Linked DNA regions of Mus musculus: region 2 is linked to region 1. The links are chromatin contacts, called in public Hi-C maps. All regions are on one chromosome and are shown on one strand. The core of a region is the stretch at or near the end of the contact, and the rest is flanking DNA. Distances in the headings are between cores, read along the strand shown. Region 1 has its middle 8.7 kb from the start of Mir181c. Region 2 overlaps Cacna1a (calcium channel, voltage-dependent, P/Q type, alpha 1A subunit).

What was found. A called contact is a pair of places that touch in the nucleus more often than the background predicts.
Region 2: a Hi-C map of cerebral cortex shows a contact between it and region 1, with 1.9 times the contacts expected there. The contact joins two enhancer-like sites. A contact is called at or near these places in 8 of 39 promoter capture datasets (the 3T3-L1 cell line, 3T3-L1-derived adipocytes, the C10 cell line and 4 more), 3 of 484 Hi-C or Micro-C datasets (bone marrow-derived macrophages, brown adipocytes and cerebral cortex), 2 of 115 datasets of contacts at active chromatin or transcription factors (both in embryonic stem cells) and 1 of 9 other capture datasets (macrophages).

Annotation. Positions count from the first base shown.
Region 1 is chr8:84,184,127-84,191,172 of GRCm38.p6, reverse strand. No RefSeq gene overlaps it. Among named protein-coding and RNA genes, the nearest start is that of Mir181c, 8.7 kb to the right of the region's middle. Within about 2 kb of position 4,537, at least 207 of the 459 cell types and tissues checked have an H3K27ac peak or open chromatin away from gene starts, as enhancers often do. A contact at or near this core is called in cerebral cortex, where this site is marked.
Region 2 is chr8:84,517,379-84,523,524 of GRCm38.p6, reverse strand. Cacna1a (calcium channel, voltage-dependent, P/Q type, alpha 1A subunit) reads right to left here. Exons shown (of 47, transcript NM_007578.3): 5 at 4,762-4,914; 6 at 316-509. Among named protein-coding and RNA genes, the nearest start is that of Gm32854, 68 kb to the left of the region's middle. Within about 2 kb of position 2,599, at least 31 of the 459 cell types and tissues checked have an H3K27ac peak or open chromatin away from gene starts, as enhancers often do. A contact at or near this core is called in cerebral cortex, where this site is marked.

The DNA.
Region 1 (7,046 bases), core at 3,288-5,787:
CTTGGGAGGCAGAGGCAGGTGGGTCTCTGTGAGTTCAAGGCCAGCCTGGTCTAATAGTTCTAGGACAGCCAAGGCTGGCTACATAGACAGAAGGGCAGGGGCACAAAGAGGCAGAAAGGAGTGTTCATTTTATGTGTATTGGAACTTTTCTGCATGAGCTGAACTCAGGACCTCTGGAAGAGCTCATGTTCTTAATTGCCAAGTCATGTTTCCAGCCCCAACCAAGGTGTTCTTAAACTGGGTCTGTGGCAACAAAACTGTTGTAAACAAAAGCTGTATGGGAGTAAAATTCATGCTGGTCTGAACCTTTATCCCAGCACTGGGGAGGCAGAGGCCTGCCTGGTCTGCATACCCAGCTCTAGGCTAGTCAGGGCTGCACAGAAAGACCCTGGCCTTTAAAAAAAAAAAAAGAAGAAGAAAAGGTTGCTTGCTATCACTATATTCCCAGTACCACAGGGTGGGAAGAGAGTACTGGATTCCCAGTACCACAGGGTGGGAAGAGAGTACTGGCTCCCAAAAGTTCCCTCTGACCTCCAACCTCCACTTATGTTCCTTGACGTGCCGCGTGTACCCACCAATAAATTAAACAACAGTTCGCACAGCACCAAGTTGATAATTAGTGTGTTGAGATGGACTAGAACATACAGATGTTGGCAGAGCATCACCACACCTTGTGTTATTTATTAGTTTATTTGGTTGCTGGTGAGGTTTAAGAACAAAAACTGTTCTTACAGAGGACCGAGCTCTGCCCCCAGCTCCCAGGACTCTCACAGTAGCCTATAGCTCCATCTCCAAGGGCTCTGCTACCCTCTTCTGGCCTCCAGGGCCACTGTATTCATTTGTGCTCACCTCTCTGTGTACATATAATTTATTTGTATATATAAAAATATTTGCTAAAAGTTGTGGCGCATGCCTTTAATACCAGCACTGGGGAGGTAGAGGCAGGTAGATCTCCGTGAGTTCAAGGCTTGGTCTATTGTAGGGAGATCCAAGACAGCCAAAGTTATACAGAGAAAATCCTGTCTGAAGAAGAAAAACAAAACAAAAAACAAAAACAAAAAAAGAAAAGAGGAAACTTTTGAGACTAGCTTTTCCCAGGCTGGCCTAAAAACTCACTTTTTAGTCCAGATTGACTCTGAACTTGGAAGCCTCCCGCCTCGGCCTCCCTAGCAGCTGGGATCCTGGGCATGCACTAAAGCCTGGCGTGGCGTGCATGCTTTTATGTGGAAAGTGAAATGGAGCAGTACTTAGGCAAGAAGCACTGACATGAAAGGGTGTAGTCACAGTCAAATCCCTGGATTCCATCCCCACCCCCACGGAAGGAAGGGAGGGAGGGAGAGAAATCCCCAAGGAAGCCAGCACTAAAGTTTCCAGTGAGGACAGGATGTGAGGCAGCACCAAGGAGCCACAGGAGGAGGACGGATGGGACCCTAAGGCTTGGGCTTGCTAGGCCTGTTGCCACTGGCCATGTGATCACCAATTGCTTGACATTCAGCTGGACATTTTAGGGGCTCAGGAGTTAGAGGTAAGCCTGGCTCCCACAGGAAAGACTTTCTCAAGAACAGAAACTGATCACCCTTTGGTGGTGGCGCTTGCCTTTAATCCCAGCACTCAGGAGGCACAGGCAGGCGGATTTCTGAATTCAAGGCCAGCCTGGTCTAGAGAGTGAGTTCCAGAACAGCCAGGGCTACACAAAGAAACCCTGTTCAAACAAACAAACAAACAAACAAACAAACGAGAACACAAACACACACAGCAAAATAATAATAATAAATGAAAATTAAAAGGCAAAATAAGCAGGGCAGTGGTGGTGCACACCTTTAATCCCAGTACTCATGAGGCAGAGGCAGGTGTATCTTTGTGAGTTCGAGACCAGCCTGGTCTATGGAGTCCGTTCCAGGACAGCCAGCCAGCCAGGACAGAGAAACCCTGTTCTGAAAAACAACCCCCACAAAGAAAAATAACCTTAGTGCTATAGAAGGTGTAAATTTGAGTGTATGTTAATGATATCGCAATGCACCTGTCTAAAAAAGTAAAAGCTGGCTGACAAGAAGGCTCAGAGGGTAAGGTCATTTGCCTGATAGCTTGTGTTATCCCCAACACCTAGAAGATGGAAAGAGACCTCTAAAGCTGTCCACCCTCCGCAGCCCCGCTCTCTCAGCCCTGTGCTCACAGCCACAGTCCCTCCTTGGCTGCTCAGTCCTCCAGTCTCATTCCCACACTTCCTTGTGCCCTGAGAGCTCTCAGAGCAGCAAACTTCACAGAACTATGTGCTGCGTGCCTGCCTCTGTCCCAGCGATGCGGGCAAGTTTCATGTTTGTTCTGTTACCTGGAGATTACGGATCGTGAGGGCTCAGCAAAAGCTCTTAATGGTACACAGCTATGAGGGCCATAGTTCTTGCCCTGAAGGGTCCGGGCTCCAGCTCAACGGTAGAGCTGCCTAGCATGCATGAGGCCAAGGTTCAATCCCTAGTCACGAAAAATAAAACAAAAGCAAATGCAAACTCTTGACTTGGAGTAGATGATACATGAGCACAGCAGACAAGAGAGGAGGAAGCCTGGGCTACTTCAGACAGCAGGTTGGAAGTGGAAAAGAATGAAGAGGGGAAAGGAGGAAAAAGAAAAAAGGTAGAAAAGGAAAGAGGTGGGAAGGAAGGGGAAGAGATGAGACAAGACTGTCTTTTTTTCCTAAAGATTTATTTATTTATTGTATGTGAGTGCACTGTAGCTGTACAGATCGATGGTTGTGAGCTTTCATGTGGTTGTTGGGAATTAAATTTTAGGACCTCTGCTTGCTCTGGTTGACCCCGCTCGCTGTAGCTGACTTCAGACAAACTAGAAGAAGGCATCAGATCTCATTATGGGTGGTCGTGAGCCACCATGTGGTTGCTGGGATTTGAACTCAGGACCTTCAGAAGAGCAGTCAGTGCTCTTACCCGCCCAAGACTGTCCTTAAAGAGCTCACATAAGCACTCATATAAAAAGGAGACTTGGGCTGATGAGAGAAGGCTCGGTAGGTTAAAAAGCACTTGGCACCATGACTGATGTCCCGAGTTCCATCTTCAGAGGAAGGAGAGAAGTGACTCTTGCAAGGTGTCCTCTGAACACATACATATGTGAGAAAAATGTTTGAAAAGTCTCACCATGTAACCTTGGCTTGCCTAGAACTTGCTTGCTATGTGACTAGGCTGGCTTCAAACTCGAGGCTCATTTTGTCTTTGTCTCCAGAGTGCCAGAATTAAAGGAAATTGTAGAAAAGTCACAACAGCCATGTTTGTAGCACAAGTGTGTGATCCCATCTTGGGGAAGTGGAGACAAAAGGACCTCTGGGGCTCTCAGGAAAGCCTAACAGGGGCCCCAGGTTTTACTGTGCTCAAAAGCAAACTAGTGGTAGATGTGGTACAAGCCTTCAGTCCCAGCACTAGAGGTATACAGACCCCTGGCAGAAGGAACGAACAACTTATGCCCAGGCCCTGTTCAGCTTAAGGCCTGACAGCAGGACAGAGGGAGATGTGGGCTATGGAGAAAGTGAGGGCCAGCAGGGTCAGGGGAACAATATGTGGCCTTGTGCAAGTCATTGCCTTTAGTTCTGAGGAGCAGTTTTGGGTGGGCCAAGCGCCCTCTGGTGGTCATGAGAGAACAGCCGGAGAGGGCGAGAAGAACAGGCAGGTATCAAAGTACTTTGTCCAAGAGAGATGGTATGAGGCACACGGTGAGAGCTCTAGAAAGAAGCAAGATTCGAGATGCATACACAGGAACAGAAAACCTAACTTGAAAATTCGCTGCACCTTTCTAAAGGTTTTGGTCTCCGCAGCTGGGAGCATGGTGCTGGCTTTACTGCAGACAGCACAGGTGGCAGAAGCTGGCTCGAGACTCTATGGCCAGCATCCTTCTAGCCCTACGTGTCTCCGCCGGAGCCTCACAGGGGTGCAGAGAAAACAGCCCCGTACTTCCTGGATGTTTTCTAAGTGTGCGAGCCGCATGCTTTTGAGCACCCGTGAGCGACGCCCAATGCTGCCGACTCAGGGACTCTGGGATGCCGAAGCCCAGGGCAGTCACATCTGGGTCCCCAAGGAGACCCAAAGGCTGGGATGCCGCAGGACATTATCGGGAAGAACGGGAGCCTTCTCGACGGTGACCCAGACACGGGCTTGCCTTGCTGCTCCCTTTCTATCCTGAGCTCCTAAGGCGATGACAACCGGAACGTAGACTGGTCCCTGACTAGCAGTCAGAGATTCTCTCTCCGAACATTAACCGGTTCCGGAATGCATAGGCGCCTGCCTAGGTCCCCTGAATACACTACAGGAAGAGAAAGCAGACATCCGGAGAGAGGCCTTAGAGTGAGTCTGGAGCAGACTTAACTTCTAGGAATGGGGTGGGGTTATTTCGGAAGAGCCTTTTCATCGTTTTAGCGCTGGAGGGTAGGGGGCACTTCCCAGGCTACGCAGGAGGTCGAGGCAGAGTCCTTATTTGCAGTGGGAGGGAAAGCTGACTGAAGGGCATCCTGACCCAAAAACAGAGCGCTGGAGTCTGCTGCCCCCTACAGGACACTAAGCAGGCAGGAAACCCCAACCTCGAAAAGGACAGACTCCTTGGCTGCTGTGACAGTATTGCCTAGGGCAAAAGGCTTGCCTCTCTGAGACTCAGTGGTCCACCTGTGAATAGGACAATATCCCCTTAACTGACTTTGCTGGTTTGACTCTGACATGCCAGTCTTTGTAGCTCTGAGGGAGAGTCCAAAAGAAAGTTGAGGAACCTGTCCAAGGGTTGTCTCTCCAAACAGACATACAGAGTGAGTAAATGGGCGAGGAATGAACAGGCACCATGTATTCCAAAGCCATACTCCCAGGCTGAGCATGGCAGCGATGCCTGTAATCCCAGCACTTGGGAAGTGGAGGCAGATCAGAGATTCAAGGTCAATCTTGACTTTGTGGAGGGGTGTAGGAAAAAGACACATTGAGGCATTAACAACGCTGACTTCATCTATGAAGGCCCAATTACTATTACCTGTTTTGTTTTAAGATTTATTTATTTTGCCGGACGTGGTGGAGCACACCTTTAATCCCAGCACTCAGGAGGCAGAGGCAGGTGGATTTCTGAGTTCGAGGCCAGCCTGGTCTACAGAGTGAGCTCCAGGACAGCCAGGGCTACACAGAGAAACCCTGTCTCGAAAAACCAAAAAATAAATACATAAATAATTTAAAATAAAAAATAAAATAAATAAATCTTTTTTTTTTTTTTTTTGGTTTTTTCGAGACAGGGTTTCTCTGTATAGCCCTGGCTGTCCTGGAGCTCTCTGTAGACCAGGCTGGCCTCGAACTCAGAAATCCACCTGCCTCTGCCTCCCGAGTGCTGGGATTAAAGGCTTGCACCACCACGCCCGGCTGATTTATTTATTTTAAAGAGTTATTATGTATACAGTGTTCTGCCTGCATTTATGCCTGCAAGGCAGAAGAGGGCACCAGATCACATTATAGATGGTTGTGAGCTACCATGTGGTTGCTGGGAATTGAACTCAGGACCTCTGGAAGAACAGCCAGTGCTCTTAACCTCTGAGCCATCTCTATAGCCCCAGCATTTTGTTTCATTGTTTTGTTTTTGTTAGGACAGGATTTCTCTGTGAAGCTCTGGCTATTCTAGAACTCACTCTGTAGACCAGGCTGGCCTCAGAACTCAGAGATCCCCCTGCCTCTCCAGTGCTGGGACTAAAGGCGTGCGCCACAACCCAGCTGGTGTTCCTGTTTTTTATTTTCTTTGAGACTGAGTTTCATGTAGCTCAGGCTGGCCTCAAGTTCTTTGTAGGCAATGCTGACCTTGATCGGATGCTCGTACCTCTATTTCCAGAGTGCTGCACCACCTTGCTTCTTTTGTGCTGTGCTAGGATGGAACCCAGGGCTTTCTGCATGCTGGCTTAGCACTCCACCAACTTGAGCCGCACCCTCAACCCCCAAATTACAATGCACTCCCATTTATTTCCTCGCATACGCCTTACTCTGAACCCCAGAGAATTTTCCTGGGCCAGTGGAGACTTGTCTAAGTAGGAGGATGTCTGGAAGCCTATCAAGGAGAAACTGAGGCAGGAATGCAGTAAGGAGTTAAAGGAAGGCAGGCAGCCGACAGGAATCCCAGCGCTGCAGGCCCACAAAGGTAACAGCCTGGGTTTGAGGGGGGCTAAAGTCTTCAGCCCCCGGACTTGAGAAGGGCAAACATACATGCAGTATAATGTTGGCTCAGCCCCAGGCTGGTTTGACCTTCCTCTCAACTGAGCCTGTGCAGGACTGGGTATGTTTGGGAGCACTTGGAGGTCTGTGTGAAGATTCCAGAGCCGCTCAGCAGTGCTCTCTTCCTGTGGTGCTCAGGGTAGCTGCCACTTTGGGGTTCTGCATATGCATCTCTGACAGATCTGGAGTCCTCTTACCCCTGTGTGTGCCCATCCCAGGAAGAGCTTGTACAAGACCATATGTGCATGTGTGTGTGTGTGTGAGAGAGAATGTGTGTGTGAGTGTGAGAAAGTGTCTGTGTGTTTCTGTGTGTGTGTGTGCTCCAACTTCCAAGAAGCAAGTGTTAGGTGCCTGCCTACCTTGTGGTCCTGCTTCTCTCTGTAACCATGTAAGGCTGAGGTGTGTATTTGTGTACCCATTAGTTGTGAGTGGCGGAGACTGTGTCTGTTGGACCCTGTGGACATGTTTTGTTTTTTTGTTTGTTTTGAGACAGAACCTATAGCTCTGGCTTGTCTCAAACTCACTCCTTAGTCCAGGCTGGCTTAGAATCGCGGTACTCCCGCTTCAGGCTCCTGAGTCCAGCATTACCAGTGTGGACGGGCTCACCAGCTGTGTTCTGTACATCTTAGGTTTTTCCGAAAATCTTCGGGTTTTCCTAGGCTATGCCTGGGTTGTGTGTACATGGTGGGGTGTGATCTGTGAACCTGGGCTCTGGCTAGGTATATTCAGTTCTAAGAACATTCCGTGCTGTCCCTCAAAGAGGCGTCTGCCGCTCCCAGGTGTCCCTACGTGTGTGGCCGCCACCCCCTTCGTCCGGCGGGTGTA
Region 2 (6,146 bases), core at 1,350-3,849, 330 kb before region 1:
ACACTCTGTGCTTCTAGAATCTGGGTGTCGGTTATGTGTTATAGAACTGGTGAGCCAGCCATGGTCTGTGACCACAACCTGGCTCCTCTCTCAGTTGGTGGCTACCTAATGGGGGTAGGGAATACTGAATTCAGGATTACACACTGAAACCAAACTTAACACACAGCTGAGGTACCAATAGGAAGTAGTGCCTATGTACCAGTTAGAAGTCCACAGCTTGGCTTCCTGGGACTTTCAAAGACTACCAGGAAAGGTGTTGTCCCCAGCTCAGGGATCCCCTCCCCCTGCCCCTGTGTGTGTTCCAGCAGCACTTACATTGTAGAGGAGATCAGTCCAGCCTTCCATGGTGATGCACTGGAAAACAGTGAGCACAGCAAACAGGATGTTGTCGAACTGAGTGATGCCGTTGTTGGGCCCTTCCCAGTACGGCTGACATTTGGTCCCGTTGGGGCAGGTGCGGGCAGGCTCCTCTGTCCCACACGGAGCTGGCGACTCACCCTGGATGTCGTCTAGGAAGGACATAGTGGAGAGTAAAGGGGAGAAGGGAAAACCAACTGAGGATGGGAAACCATAGTAACTGGGATGAGATGACATCAGCGTTTGGTTTTAGATCTCTTAACTACTGTCCGCATCACTACATATTTCAACGCTCATTTGTTTTTTCCTGTTTTCTACCAGTTTAACTCTCTTTCCTTTTCTTTCTTTTCTGAGACAGGGTTTCTCTGTATTGTCTTGGCTGTCCTAAAACTTGCTCTGTAGACCAGCCTATCCTTGAACTCTCCCTGCTTCGGCTTCCTGAGTGCTGGGATCAAAGGTGTGTGCCACCACCACCTAGCCTCTGTTCTTTTCTTAACCTGTTGAAACTGAATCTTTTTCTTTAAGACTACAAGTTGTCCTTCCAGAGTAGCTTTGACTGCATCTCAGAAACAATGTCATGGTCATTCTTCATTATTGTGAAAATAATCCCTATGGTGGTGTGAATAGCAATTGTCCCTATAGATTCTTGTGTTTGAATGCTTGGTCACCAGGGAGTGGCACTATTGGGAGGTGTGGCCTTGTTGGAAGAAGCATGTCACTCAGGGTGGGCTTGGAGGTTTTAGAAGCTCAAGCAGGGCCTAGTGTCTCTTTCTCTTCCTGCTGCCTACTGATCCAGATGTAGAACTCTCAGCTCCCTCTCCAGCACTATTTCTGCCTGCATGTTGCCATGCTTCCACCATGATGATAATGGACTGAACCTCTGAACTGTAAGTCAGCCCCAATTAAATATTTTCCTTTGTAAGAGTTGCCGAGGTCATGATGTCTCTTCACAGCAATAAAACCCTAACTAAGACAATTCCCAGTTTCCACTATTATTTCTCCTTTGACCAATGGGTAACTAAGAAATATTTCTCTGAGGGGGAAAAATGAGAGAGAGAGAGAGAGAGAGAGAGAGAGAGAGAGAGAGAGAGAGAGAGAGAGAGAGAGAGAGAGAGAGAGAGAGAGGAGACAGAGATGACTTCCCATGTGCTATCACTGATTACAACATCAAGTGATCCTGGGCCAGCCTTGCTCATGTCCAGGCCCCCTACACTCAGACCACTCCCTAGACTACTGTAAGAACAATCCCCCACACCAGGGAGTCTCATCTGCAAACAGAACAGAAGCCTCCTGGTTTTCAAGTGCTTGTAGCTCTTTCCTTCTGGGCTTCATTGGCAGCCATGGGACCCAGCAATCTATGCTGCATCTTTGCAGTCTTTAACAACTGAGATGTGGTCTGTGATCCACAGCATGGTCAGAGCAGGGCACCATGAAATGCATGTCATCTGGGTGTGCTTCTCGAGCCATGCTGAGTGTTTTTCTTTATGACATGCATGGGGCCCTGGAGAGAGGCACAGGTGCACACAGTTCCCACCCTTACCTGAGGGTAAGGTAATTATTGTGACACACCAGGAATGCCAAGGGATCCTGCTTAGCACAGAGCCAAAGAAGCCTGCATGGAGGAGCGGACTGTACAGGTCACATTCAAATCCTTTCATATTGAAGTGAACAGGAGGCATGGTGTCCCCACAGCTAACACCTGGCTCAACCTGGCCACAAAACCACTGTGTAGTTCTGAATCTTGGAAAACCTCCTGCTACACCCCCCAGGGATGAGATGGCTAGTTTGAGAAGGCTTAAAAAAAAAAAACCAAACAAAAGACATGTTTGAAAACAAACAAACAAACAAACAACAATAACAACTGCCAAGTCTCTAAAAGCTCCAGTTTCCACTTGACAGAAATCCATTTCCTGTGTGCAGCTGGCTTTACTGAACCTACGCCAACTGCCATGCAGGGAAGGCAGACGGTATGCATCCCACCAACAAAAGGATATGTGCTAGGGGTAGTGAGTGGCTCACACCTGCCACCCCTGCACCCAGGAGGTTGAAAGATGACTGGTTTCAGGCTAGCCTGGGCTATACAGTGAGACAAAGACCAAACCAACTGAAAATAAAAAAAAAAATTAAAAGCACAACAAATGATAAAGCAGACAAAGGCAAAAAGAAAAAAAAAGGCGTTGCTTCTAGCTTGGATGGTAGATTGCTCGGACACAGTTCAGATAGGAGAGTGGGATCTTTAAAGCTTAAGACTCAGGGCAGGAAGAGAAACTCTACAGAGGCCCTACTGGGAAGATCATCATTGTCTCTAGAACTTTTTCTACCCCACTTACAACCCAAATCTGGCTTATGTGAAGCTCTCTATGTATACCCAGTAATTCTGGGGTCCTCCTGCCCTTATTTTTCCTGTGAGCGGGGAGCACTTGGCCTCCCTGCCTAGAAAAGTCTGCAAACCAGGGTCTTGTTCATCCAGGATTCTGAAAACTCTTAGAAAACAGGAAGCATTCCACTTTGTCTTGGAGTCTGTGAATGTGTGGGATGGCTGTGGGTGACAGGAAGTGGGCTCCCCGCGCCTGTGGCTGGGAACCACCTATCTTTAGCAACAGCATCCAGAGGTGTGCTCGACCCCAGCCCCCTCAACCCTAGCCGTCCGCCAAGCACTCCCAGGGTTGATTCGAGAAACACAGCCATCCGGAGTCGGAGAAATTCAGCTATAAATATATTTTAAAATTAGCCTGCTGCCGGGGCGTCTGTATATATCTGTCTCTTACTCACACATCTTACAGTCTTAATCGGGAGCTCTTTGGATCGCCTCCCGAATCCAGGCTGCTGTCCTCCATGGCTCCACCTACATCTGTCCCCCCACAACCCCACTGGGACCCCAGCCAGCCCTGGATGGAAAACAAAACAAAAACAAAAACACCCCAGAAAGCTCATACAGCCTAAGTTCCTGAGCCCTAAGTCTGGGTGGTTCTGTGTATGGCTGACAGACACACACACTCTCTCTGTCTTCCGCCTGGGTGAGGCCAGGTGCAGAAATAGATCTGCCTCAATTAACACCTTCTTCTTTGGAGAAAGAAATAATTAGGCCATTCCGTATTGAGAGAACTTCACAAGCCTGGGAAAGAAGGAGCAGGAGGAGGAAGAAGTGAAGTCCCGAGGCTTCTAGAACAGCCTTCCCAGCTGGGACCAGGCCAGGGCATTGTCTCTGTGGACCTGCTTGGGGTGGGTGCGTGGAGCTGGGACAAGGCCACTTCTGTACACACTATTCTTCCCTGGCTGCCTTTCCTGAAAAGGTCCCACACCTCTCTGCCCATGGGTTCACTCTTTCTCTGGCTCTGGAAACCTAGGCTGTCTGCTCTGGGGTAGGTGGTTCAAGTCCTGAAACACAGGCACCATCTTCTTGTTTGGCTCTTCTTCATTCTGGGACACCAGGCAGCTCAATTCTGGAGAATCTGGGATCGGACCGGGATGCATCTGGTCCAAATGTGGATGCAGCCTATGCCTTCTGTATTTGCTCGGACTTGAGCCCAAGCTGCACCTTCATGCTGATCTCTGTGGGACCCAAACCACAGCTCCCTCTGGACACAGCCTCCTAAGGGTTAACCAAAGCACAATGGGGCACAGGGCTCTGATTGGGCAGGCAGGCAGCACCTGCTGGTGCTGGGTTCTGACTGAAGAAGCCAGGATCCTATCAGGCAGGGTTCCCACTGCCTGGGACCTGACCTGTCAGGTGCTGGGTTCTAAGGGAGAAGGGCAGGGCCATCTCTTGTTCATACTCTGTTGCCTTGCCCTGCCCTCCTGCCTGTGATGGAAGGGCATCTCTGCTGTTTCCAGACACTGTAGCATTTCCTGTGTTCATGGGGAAAACCGCTCAAGAGCACACCCTCAGCCCAACTTCTAGGGGTATCTCAGGGATCATTCTTAAACAAACGACTTGTCCCCTGGGTTGCCTTCCAGGGTACCCCAAACCCAACGCTGCAGCTGCAATTGAGGTATCAGAGGCAGTTGTGGCTGGTGTCTTTCCTGTAGGCAGTTTAGCTATGCTGGGGATGTATCCAGGGTTTCGTGCATGTTCGGCAAGACCTCAATCCCCCAACAGCCTTCCTTTTCTTCTTCTTTTCTTTTTGTCAAGTGTAGTGCTGGCTGTCCTGGAACTAGCCTGCAAACTGGCTGGCCTCCAACTCAGAGATCCACCTGCTTCTGCCTCCCAAATTCTGGGAATACAGGCACGCATCCCTAGCTAACACACAGCTTTGTTTCTGTGGACTGCAAGCAGGCCCTCTGCTGTGTAGTCGCAGTGCCGAGTCTCAGCTGCCCTGGGGTTGGGAGGACCAATGTCCTTGTCTGTCCTTTCTGGAGCTTTGTCCCCTGAGGAAAACCTCACATCCAACACCTCGGACCTACCTGTCCCCTCTTCAAAGCAGGTGGTATGAAATTTCCCCATATAAAATTCTAACCCTATGATTGCAAAAATAAGGATTGCAAAAAACAGGAGGAGGCCGATCTGCAGCAGAGGGATCATCGCCTTCATGATTGACTTCAGGACGACTTGTAAACCTGTGGAGACACAGAGAGGCCGGTCTGTAAGCAAGCACCCCGCCAAGTGCCACCCATGGAGCCCAGTGTGGGGCTGGCAGAGAGGGAGGTGGTCACAGCCCCCCAGGAAAGGCCTTTTTGGTTATAAAACTTTAAAGATATTTATTATCTACTTTGAGGAGTTTTAGGGCCCAAAGGGTGGCTAGCCAGGGCTTTCTAAGCCATTTTCTGGGCTGTTCAGTAGCTTCCTTCCAAAAGGGGGTGCTGTTTCCCTAAATTGCCCCAAGCCAAAAGAGCCCCATTTTCCCTTCATCCAAAACCTCCCCGGGGTTACCAGCAAGACTGTATAGGCCTGCAGCCAGCACCTCAACTCTCAACTCCAAAGAACTAGATTCCCAATAAACTCATCAGCTTGTGGCCATGAGCCAGGCAGGCAGCAGATTGGGAAGTGGGGCTCAGGGATATTTGATTTCTCTGTGGGCTCAAGAGACAGCAAAGTCAAGCATTTGCACTTGTGTGAGCCTGGCCCAGGCTACTAGGCACTACCCATACAAGCTTCCCTGTTCTGAGCAGCTCAGTTGAGAAGGATGACACTGGGGTCAGGTGGTCCCTGGGGGCTGTGGTGGGCTAGGTGTGGAGGATCCAGATGTGAACATCAGATCAGGGCCCAGGCAAGCCCTTATCCTCACAGACCCACCATCAGTGTCTTTACCTCACTAGATGATACAGCCATAGATATTTTAGGTATTTTGTGAGACAGAAGGGGGTTAAAAACTAAAGATGCTTAAAATTTCATCCTATGTGAAGAGTTCCATGATTCTAAGTGTTTTGATAATTTAATTAATTATTGTGGTTATCTGTAGAGGTCAGAGGAAAACTTCCTGGAGTCCATTCTCTACTCTTTTGTGGGTCTTAGGGAGCGAAGTCCCGTTATCATCAGTGCTTCTGTTAAGTGCTTTACCAACTGAGCTATGTTGTAGCCCACCACAGCCCTAAAACTCAAGAAATGTTACAACAACTTTTCCCTGAATCCCCCCCCCACCTTTTCCCTCATTGCAAGCTAGAAGATTGAGACTCTAACTTCCTGTGAAGCAGGCCAAATTCTGACCACAGTCTCCGTGCCGTACACAGACTGCGCAGTATCCAGAGGTCCCGTAGACAGGAGTATCTGCGGACACCTGCGTCTGCTCTATAAAGTGGATGCTGTTTGCAGAGTCTACACATGTCTTCCTGTGTCACCTAAATATCTTGAG